Regions from separate parts of the Salmo salar genome. Here region 1 is linked to region 2. A link is a contact called in public Hi-C data. All regions are on one chromosome and are shown on one strand. The core of a region is the stretch at or near the end of the contact, and the rest is flanking DNA. Distances in the headings are between cores, read along the strand shown.

Evidence for each region. Hi-C and Micro-C count contacts between places; a contact is called where the count stands out from the background.
Region 1: a Hi-C map of muscle shows a contact between it and region 2, with 17 times the contacts expected there. The contact joins the promoter of LOC106581807 here to the enhancer-like site in region 2. A contact is called at or near these places in 3 of 3 Hi-C or Micro-C datasets (blood, gill and muscle).

The regions. Positions count from the first base shown.
Region 1 is chrssa21:14,926,751-14,932,317 of Ssal_v3.1, reverse strand. LOC106581807 (TRAF family member-associated NF-kappa-B activator) reads right to left here and starts at 3,505. Exons shown (of 9, transcript XM_014164141.2): 1 at 3,326-3,505; 2 at 1,949-2,090; 3 at 1,495-1,606; 4 at 1,116-1,225; 5 at 66-139. The coding sequence starts at 2,047.
Region 2 is chrssa21:14,850,834-14,855,923 of Ssal_v3.1, reverse strand. LOC106581710 (RNA-binding motif, single-stranded-interacting protein 1) reads left to right here. Exons shown (of 14, transcript XM_045704464.1): 9 at 1-15; 10 at 789-839; 11 at 2,122-2,187; 12 at 2,488-2,565; 13 at 2,755-2,833. The coding sequence ends at 2,826. Among protein-coding and RNA genes, the nearest start is that of LOC106581808, 24 kb to the right of the region's middle. Within about 2 kb of position 2,088, at least 1 of the 13 cell types and tissues checked has an H3K27ac peak or open chromatin away from gene starts, as enhancers often do. A contact at or near this core is called in muscle, where this site is marked.

The sequences.
Region 1 (5,567 bases), core at 2,256-4,755, 75 kb before region 2:
ATGCAAGTAAAATAACTGCTTTTCATCAAAAAATGAAGAAAAGATGCACATACTAATGCACATACTTCTCAAAACTGCTGGCTACTGGTGCTGTGTGTGGTGAAGATGACGCAATCACAGCAGTTTCCATATTTTCCTTCTGAAAAACAGACACACATGGCATTGAGGACTTACACTGCAGGAAATATCAACCTTACACTATCCAAATTGAATATTAAAATGATATTTTTTTCTGCATAATGTGATCATTTCATAAATCTAAATATTTATGTCATAAAAGTCATATACTGTAACAATAATTATGACAATTATACATTCTAACAAAAGAATCATGGGTGATGCCTTGTGATCTAAGTTATTAGGGAATTACTTCTCAACAATAAAGCTGGTGGTTCTATAAAGCTGATGACTATGGGGCGGCAGGCAGCCTAGTGGTTAGAGTGTTGGACTAGTATCCGTAAAGGTTGCAAGATCGAATCCCCGAGCTGACGAGGTCAAAATCTGTCGTTCTGTCCCTGAACAAGGCAGTTAAACCACTGTCCCTAGGCCGTCATTGAAAATAAGAATTTGTTGTTAACTGACTTTCCTATTTAAATAAAAAGAAATGGCCTCAGACCCTGAGGGTTGGTGATGCTATCCTCTAGCGCCACCTGTTGATGAAACATAGTATGTGTGTGTTCATTCTATTAAAATGATACCCGCTAAGGAGTTTTGATTATATTACAAATTAATATTTTTTTGAAAACATTGCTGTTATCCAGCTATAAATGTATTACAGAAAAGCAACAAGATGAATGATGGCCTATGTCACAGGAAGTGGATCTATTGTATTGTGCACTGAGCTCTGATAGCATTCTGTATCTTTAAGCCCTGATAGCTGTATCTACAAGCAAATGTATGATTTATGAACAATAACATCTGTGTGTGTGCGTGTGCATGTGTGAGAGAAGATTTTGAGCTTTTTTGAGAGAAAACAAATGTTACGAGGCAGCCAATGGGGATGTCATGTTTGCACCCCAACACGTCCTTGCATCTACATCCTATTTGTAAACATAAATAAACAAGATCTAACTCTAATCTTGTGGGGATTGTTTGATTGTGTTAAACATATCTACCAAGTAATGAATCTTCCTCAAGGAGCTTCCTGGGTTGTCAAAGATATGGTTGGAAGGAGACAAGGTTTCTTCTTCCTGTTTTCTAGGAGCAGCCTCACCTTTGACCTCTCCTAAGAATCAAATAAGAGAGGAAATATAATGTAACCTAACTACTTAGTCAACACAGAAAATCTGATTTGCAATGTCCTGAAACAACAATAAGATGTATTACAGCACAATTTATCTCCCGGGGAATAGACAATGCAACGGTATGCCTGGATGTTCCCAATGTAGGCATCTCGTTTCTTTCACTGGAGATGAACTGTGAGGTATGGAATATGTCAGAAAATGTCATCATGCAAACAATTCTATTAAGAAAACAACTATGCTTGTCACTTACCTGAGGGATGCTTAGTTGCTGATATCAACTGAGCTTTGAGTTTTGAAATCAACTGCTGTTGGTCTTCTATCTGTTTCTGAAGTTTCTGAGTGTGCTGTTCATAATTTACATTCTGCAAATGTAAAACTTCCGTTACATATGAATCGTGAACGGCATCACTTACTAGTATCTAAACTTTTGTATCCTTTATAGTTCGTTACTATGTAATGATCATGTATTTCATTATATCGAAGCACTGTATGGAAAGCTATACCACATCTCACTGGACGGAGTTCAAGTCTCATAAGTGAATTAGAAGAGTTGGGGCCGGATTCCCAGACCCAGATTAAGTCTAGTCCTGGAATAAAATGTACATTCAGTGGAGACTATCCATTAAAATACATTTATAGTCCAGGGCTAGGCTTTCCGGGAAACTGACCGTTTGTTTTTTATCACTGTGCATAAGGTATAATACCATCTGCTGTAGTTCCTTTTTGGCGTTGTCTCTCTCGATAGAGGCCTGGCGGTAAGCTTCATAGGCCTTGTTGAGCTGATCTCCAATATTCCTCTCCATGCTGTGTGCTCCACGATCATCACTGACACAGCAGTCATGGGGCCTGGCGCAAAATATCACACAACCAAAGTTTAGGGGCACAATACAGCATTAAAGCACATCATCACATCATTTGCTATAAGTAAACCCTATTAATCACCTAACTTGGACAAACACTTGAATAAAACTGAAAAACCCAAGTCATCCTCTCTCATCATGACAATGGGGCCAGTGCGTACTTCTCTTTTACACCTGTCCTTGCTAATTTTAGAAATTCAAAAAATCAACATTTCTGGTTGATTATACAAGTGTCCTAAGTAAAAACAGCTTGTTAATGAAAACAAACAAACATCCAAAATATGTACAGAAAAAAAAACAGGAATAAAAATATAAACTGAATAAATCTATTGACACTGATGCGATATTGAATAATAGTATTTTTTTTAAACAAGTACAGTGCTGTGTACCAATACATTAACTTACATTATTGAATGCCATGATTTGTTACTAGTCAATTAATCTTTGGTCATACATGAGAAATGCCTGCAATCACTGTAATAAACAAACGTGTGGAAAATATGAGATATTCACAATCATTTTGTGCACTGAGAAGATGTTAATAGATTTAATAAATTATAATGGCATATATTTTGGGTAAACACACCTCAATGTGGTTGCCCATTATTAATGGTAGCTAATGAACAATAACAAATAGCCTATCTCTTCTTTCAAAAAAGATGTATTATGCCATGATTAATACATTACTAATATGATAAAGTCAACAGCCAATTACCTAAAATGGGAAGCTATGACAGATCGAATACTTTTAAAAGCAGTTGGGGTTTTGTTTTTCTGGGTGTCCTGAATATATTTTTTTCAGACTTCTGATAGTGAACTGAGCATGGTACAACTCTGATATGATTGGTTACTTCGTTTGAATACACAGCTAATCCAATTCTCCATCCAGTCGTGTATTTGATTAAACACCCGTTTATGACAGTACAATAGTAGTCACTGTATGTCACTGATTGCATACCAAAGTGCATGATACTATGAAGACACATACGAGCCTGAAGCAACCTAATAGTTATACATTGTAGCAACATTGTAGCACGAACTGGCTACATCATATAACGTCGACCTTCATTGGCGAGTGTACAAAATCGGTCCGGCACAGTTCCGTTTTTTTGTATCGAGCAGTGTCAATAGTTGAATAGTTGAGTAAGTTTGATACCTAACCAGACACTAGTTGAGCTCGCCTCGACTTTCGTATCTGACTGTATAATTGCAGTATCTTACCTTCATTCGAATATGTCCAAATTATTGTTTTGATACTGCGACAACTTCTTATTCTTCAGGTGGCCTACATTTACTACGTGCGAGAGTGGTGTATTTCGTACAAATGTTCATTGTACATGCATTATAACGCTTGGGGAACTTCCCTCGGGGAATCCCCGAGCCTAGTAGACTTCCGCCTTGCTGGACTGACCAATCATCTTTGAGGTAGTGAGTTCTTGCTTAGCAAGTTGAGGGTTCTTCTTGGTGCCTACGCGTCTGCAACGTTGTGCATGTAAAAAGTAATCAGATAAAACATAGTTAAGTGTCAGAAATATTTGTGTTGATTTTATTGTCTCTGATGAGTGTTTTCTCACACTGTTGAACTTAGCTAAATTCCGCAGAAACCAACATTTCAGCCTAATTAGTGTAAAAGGTGTTTTGCTTAAATTGTGACAACTTGGTCTCTGATAGATAACGTGTATAGTAAAATATTCAAAAAGACATGTTGCTCTTTGCAAAAAAGAAGTATCACTAGCTGAGATATTCATATGACCATATCACTAAGCACTATTGATTTAGTAAACTTTATAGTGTTATTTTTTATGATTCAGACAGAAAGGTGGGGGCATGTCACTGTGTACTGCAACCTACAGCAAGTAATCTGCTTTCATTGCATAAACATAGTACACAAATATATCAACATCCAGCTGTAGGCCAAGTTGGAAGATATACTCTTTTTTTCCCACAATATGCAATTACACATTTATTAACATGTATTAATGCAATCATAACTCATGAGTATTTTGCTGTTTCACACATTCATTGAAAAAGTTCATTTGTGCAGAAGTGCAAAAGGAAAATGGGACAGTGCCAAGTCCAATAGTGACCAACAGAGGGCAGCTAGTTGCCTTCAAATACATTCTGTATTGAAGAATAATATATCTTACCATGGTCATCATTATTAAGGGGTTTCCTTAAGGCACTGTCAAAACAGTAAAACAAAAATCCCTCTGTGAGACAGTCAAATGGCCAAGAGAGATCGCAGGAAGGTGCTGAACAACAGTCTTTCAGGTGAAGTCGTGTTTTATTTACAGCAATGTGTAGTGGTAGGCAGTCGACTTTAATCAATATTAATGGATCCAGAAAAATAATAAAAGCTCAAATATAAAACTGTCTAACAAACACTATTCACAGTTATAACTACAGCTATTTACTATAGGCTAATGACTCTCATTACAACCATCTCGTAGGCTAGTGACGGACAGGCAGGTATCCTAACGATCAGCAGTCTACCCCATTCCTCCAGGCCCGAAATTCTAAAACAGACTGGCATAAATACCAGTTGGCAACCAACCTTTCTTCCGTGATTGGGTCATTCCAACTCCCTTCCCTGGCTCCAAAATTGGCGTCTCCAAACTGGGTATAAATGGACACCCTCGTTCATCTTTTACTGTTATGTTATTACCGTATGTTGCCTCAGGATCTCACTGTTTGACTTCAGTGTTGAAGTTTGCCCAGGAAGGGGATAAACATCAAGTTAAGTTTAGGCATTAAATCTGAATGGTTAAGGTAAGGGTTAAGGTTAAGCTTTGGGATAGAGTTTAAAAAAAAAAGAAGTAAAACAGGTGCCTACCACTGGGATTGAACACATGGCCCTTGGAGGCAGAGCTCGCGGTTTACTTGATGGTAATAGCGCTTAGCGTTGACCATAGTGGGTTGTTTTGAAGGCATCTCCCAACATCCTGGGACCTGGATGAATGTCAAATATCGCATTGGATCTCGAGTGACCTGGCTGGTATTTTGATCATGCATTTGAATTATGCATTTGACATTTGTCCTTATAGCTCAATTCTCATAGGATCTTAAAGATGCACTCACAAACTTTCGTACAGTATAATTTCAGCCAGTAGTTTTGAAAGTGGTGCTCACGAGCCAAAACGGGTCCCCGATCTTTGTGTACTATGTCATCCAATTGTGTACTACGTCATGCATTTCATGTGATATATTACGAATTTTGCAATTTGAAGGATATCAAACTAATTTTGCAATTCGTGTGATATGTTATAAATCCAATTCATGCAATATGTTACACATTTGTTGTGCTTAAGATCCCGTACTGCATCTTTATGGTCACAATTCTAAGAAGATGGGGTCATCTCTATATGATAACACATTATTCAAAACATTTCAGAGTCACTCCTTCTCAAATCAAGAGGAGGCCTACACATATGCCTGTTGGCAGGGGAAGAAGAGAAACCTAATA
Region 2 (5,090 bases), core at 839-3,338:
CTCTCCACGTACCAGGTTGGCATCTACCTCATTCAATTTCAATGGATAGATGGGTTTGCATGACTTTGAATAGCGTTACTATTATCTACACCCATAATACCCATTTTCTGTAACTGACCAGGTATTTATGAACCTTTTATGACACTTATATTGGAGTGTTCTCCTTGGAGGATTGTGGTTCAGGATGTGAGAGGTCACTATGGCCTTTCTCAGAGCTATGTTTTTGTGTGTGTGTGTGTGTGTGTGTGTGTGTGTGTGTGTGTGTGTGTGTGTGTGTGTGTGTGTGTGTGTGTGTGTGTGTGTGTGTGTGTGTGTGTGTGTGTGTGTGTGTGTGTGTGTGTGTATATAAAGCCAGTGCAAGAGAGTCAGTGCAAATAGTCCGGGTAGCCATTTGATTAACTGTTCAGCAGTCTTATGGCTTGGGGGTAGAAGCTGTTCAGGAGCCTTTTGGTCCCAGACTTGGCGCTCCGGCACTGCTTGCCGTGCAGTAGCAGAGAGAAAGGTCTATGGCTTGGGTGGCTGGGGTCTTTAGACAATTTTCCCGGGCCTTTCTCTGACACTGCCTAGTATAGAGGTACTACGTCCCAAATGGCACCCTGTGCTCTATATAGTGCACTATTTTTCACCGGGGCTCTAGTCAAACTTAGTGCGCCACATAGGGAATAGGGTGCCATTTGCAGTCATGTAGTGCTGAGCCAAACACAGAGGCGTGTGAGCTCCTGAAATAGCTCCTCCCCAGTGCCTGCCCTGTGCTAGTATATTTACAGAGTGTATGTGTGATGTTCCAGGTACAGAATCCCTCCTGGGTTACTCACCAGCCCTACATCATGCAGCACCCAGTAAGACCAAATATACTACCTTTCTCTCACCATCCTTTACTCTACTGCCTCTTTCTCACGTCATCTCCTGTCCTTTTCTTTCCTCCCTCACTTTGGAATGTCATGTTTCTCCTCTCCTTTTTTCCTTTCCATCTTATCTCTTCTGTTCTTTCTTACCTCTGGTCAGATGCATAAATCAGCTGTTCCCTTTGCTTTGTGTTGTTTCGAAAAAGAGGAGAAACAGGGATGTGGAAAGGGACATGGAGGGTGATGATGCCACACATACAGTACAGTGTGTGACTGGGCTCTCTGGGATTTACTGGCACTACGGTGTTGACAAAAATACTAGCACCAGGATGCCTGGCTCCCTTGGTGTTGCTCACCACACGACAAGTTGGAAACACTTCAAACATCTTGTGTTTGATGACTGATTCCATTTGTATTTCCTAACAGATGGTTGGGAGCTGAGTAAGTATTGCTCTGTAATAAAGTATTTCTCATTTTTACAAGGAAATAGCAGTTCCCAATGGATGTTTTTACAAATACTCCTCCCCATGTGCCTCTAGCCTTTTCAGTGTTAATCAGCCAGGATTGTCAGTGTCTGTGTTCCAGTTGGCACCCAATTCCTTATAAAGTGCCCTACTTTTGACCAGAGGAGTATGGGCCCTGGTCAAATGTAGTCCACTGTACATGGAATAGTAGGGTGAAATTTCAGATGCATCCAGTGACTTCTAAAGCCAGTGTGGCCAGCTACCTTGTAATGTGGATACAGGATATGAAGTCCGACACACTGAGCTCAGTTGAGCTCCCTCTTGGTCTGAAACCCGACACAGGGCAAGCCCTGGTGGAATGATAAATGATTCATGAAGGAAAAGGATTTCATCTAGGTATTATTGCAACCCTCTCCAGCCTCCACCTGTCTGCCCTGACTAGTGCCAAGAGACTGAACAGGGCAGATGGATCCCAAATGGCACCCTGTTCCCTTTATAGTGTACTACTTTTGACCAGGTTCCCTTCAGGCTCTCGTCAAAAGTAGTGCACTACATAGGAAATGGGGTGCCATTTAGGGCAAAGTCAGTCTGTCCTTCTTTCTCTCTTCCCCTTTCTCTTACTCCTGTTTCTGTCATTTAGATATTTTGGGTAGTAACCGTGGGTTTGTATTGCATTTACTTGTTATAAGTAGAAATAAATATAGGATCTATGGATGTCTGTATGCCTCTGCTACCCTCTGCTCTCATCCTCACACTCTCCGTCCCAGGGAGCGGTGATATCGCCCTCTATGGACCATACAATGTCACTACAGCCTACATCCATGATGAGCCCTCTCACTCAGCAGATGAGTCACCTCTCCATGGGCAGCACAGGAACGGTAAGAGGGGAATGGTCAAGGGGTCAAATAGGTTAACACTGGGTTCATGTATTACATAATTAGAGCAAGGGCCACACCGTATGTATCTCAGAGTAGGAGTGCTGATTTAGGATCAGTTTGGACTAATAGATCAGGAATAAGAATACATGGACCTGATCCTAGACCAGTGCTCCTATTCTCAGACACTTGATAGATACGGCCCCAGAAGTACATTTGATATTGGGATCTGTATTGTTTGTCGTCTTGAAGTCGAATTTTAGATGGATTTATACTTACACAGTTCTGTCCTTCTTTGTGCAGTATATGGCTGCAAACTCTATGCAAGGAGCCTATATTCCCCAGTATGCACACATGCAGACGGCAAATGTTCCAGTGGAGGTTTGTGATTAACTTACTATTCATAAAGTACCCGAGGTATAAGATTATAGCTATATGATTTTAGCTCTACGTACTACTTGGGTGTTTATAGACACTAGGTTAGAGAGGTCATTCACATGGATAACTATTGATGTATTTCTAGATGATAAACTGCTGCTGAGCTTTATCCAGTCTTCATTTTCCTTCCAGGACAACAGTCAGCAACAACAGATGGAGTCATCCGGTGATCATTCTCCTTACACCTACCAACAAACCAAGTAACACGGAGGTACAGTCAGTGTCTTATATTGTGAATGGGGTGCGATTCAAATGGCACCTTATTCGCTATATATAGTGCCCTAGTGCACATAGTCCTCTGGTCAGAATTCTATAGAAGTGGTGCAAATTGCAGTTCCACCCCAAAAATATAATTTTAAAAAAACAGTTAAGTCTTCAAACTTAGGACATTTATTTACATCATGATATGTTCTAATTCAATCCAAGGCAATAACAAACATATTTGTTAAATGAATGTAGTACAAAGTCATTGTTTATACCACTATTATATTAAGAGGTGGCTGTCCCAAACCCTGACTATAAAGCAATTTATGATTTTCTTATATTTTTTCACACTAATATTTTAATAGAACATATTGAGTTGTTCTATTGTTACATTGAAAGATGCCGATCTAATTAGTCATTTTGTTTATTTTTAAACATATATGTCCCACCTTTTAATGCCACTACCAAAACACACGCATTCCAATACTGTGGAATGAATGTGCCTTAAGCCACAGCCCTACAAATATCAACAAGTGATAGGATTGCAATTCATGGCCACATGATGAGTAGTCTGTCTGCAAAGATTATGGAGAAAATGTGTGAGCAAGTTGGTAACTCTGCATGTATTTTTAAGTGTCAGTACCGCATATCTAATATATCAAGTGTGGATTTGGTTTGCTGGGATGTACATCTGTCCAAATGAAAGATGGCTAACATATGGCTGGCTATGGGGATTCTTTAAAGTCCAAAATCAGCCAAACCAAAATGGTCACAACCGAAACAGTTGACACTATAGAGATATATATAGAGGTCTCATCTTTGTATCTGTGCCATTTATGTGACAGCACAGGCAGCGCCATTGAGGTTATATCCATGTATAGTTGCATGTGCCATGCTCTACCAACTGAGCTGAGGACTCCAATGTGGGTAGTGGACAAGTGCACACTTCAGGAAAAAGTATAGAGTGTTGAGAGGCATAGTCAGCAGGGGGCTCCAACTCTCCAAGAGCCCAAACATTGACATCTATTTGGCCAAGACATAGACTTCTCTAATTTGCTATACTGTACTGTACAGTGTTCCCCTAGGATTTTTTTCAGTAGCGGTGGCAAAGTTAGCGTAGGGATAGGGGGGACCCTCATATAGGAGTTTTAAAGTAACTACCCAGTGTTTCCAGATTTCTATCAAGTACGACCTATAAATAGTTTTCCTTACAGAAAAGTGTAATTACGTTTGTTAAAAAGCCTAGTGTTGTCACGATACCAGAATTTTGACTTTGATACCGATACCAGGTTCAGTATCACGATACTCGATACCATCACAATACAATACATATTTTGAGTTCAACGTCATGACATTTGGAATTTCTTACATCAACATTTTTCAGAGACATCCATGTATGTATTAATGAATCAATTATACAATCATACAGTCAAATTGAATTTGTTTTTTACCCATCTAACTACATAATAGTAATAATTTATTTGAATGGTAAATCTCTATTGATAAACTGGGTAAATCAAGATGGAGCTTAGGCCTGTTCACAATACAGATGAATGCTTATTCAATAGGAGTGTGTGCATGCGTTGAGTTATTGAGCCTGTTTGCATGGGGCTACAGATGAAAAACAATCTGTTTCCCTTCCATGTGGGATTTATTGTATTGTACTGATCAACAACATTGGCATAGAAGTAGTCGTTTTTTGTATTATTATTATTATTTATTTTATGAAAGTGTGCACTGTCTCTTTAACCACTAATGACATCATACACAAGGCAAGAGGAAGAGGACTGGAGGTCCGTCGGTTCGATGAGGCAATAGATCATTTTTGGGAGAGACGTGAGAGAGAGACTGATGAAGTGAATTAATAAAGTTTTGGTGGCAATCAGCTTTAAAATCAACATATTTTGCCTTATGTTTTGCATATTATCACAAACAAAGTACCAGGGTAGTGAATTGATGTTAGCTTCAGCTGTAAGCTAGCAATGAAAGTTAGCCTGGAGAGCCCACGCCCAACGATCCCCCGCCCGCTTCACTCCCCTCCATTGAAAATAAATGGAGCTCCGTTGTTTCATCGCCTCCAACGTGTTATGTGGACTGCGCTGTAAGTGGACCAGGCAAGGTGCGGTATAAGGGGAACATCGGCTGCGCTGATAGATAGACTTGATCCGTGAGACACTGACAGAAGTACCGCACGTAACAACAATTCTAGTAACGGGCCGTTTTTCATGTTCTAGTATTGAAAATTGTTTCGGTATACCATGCAA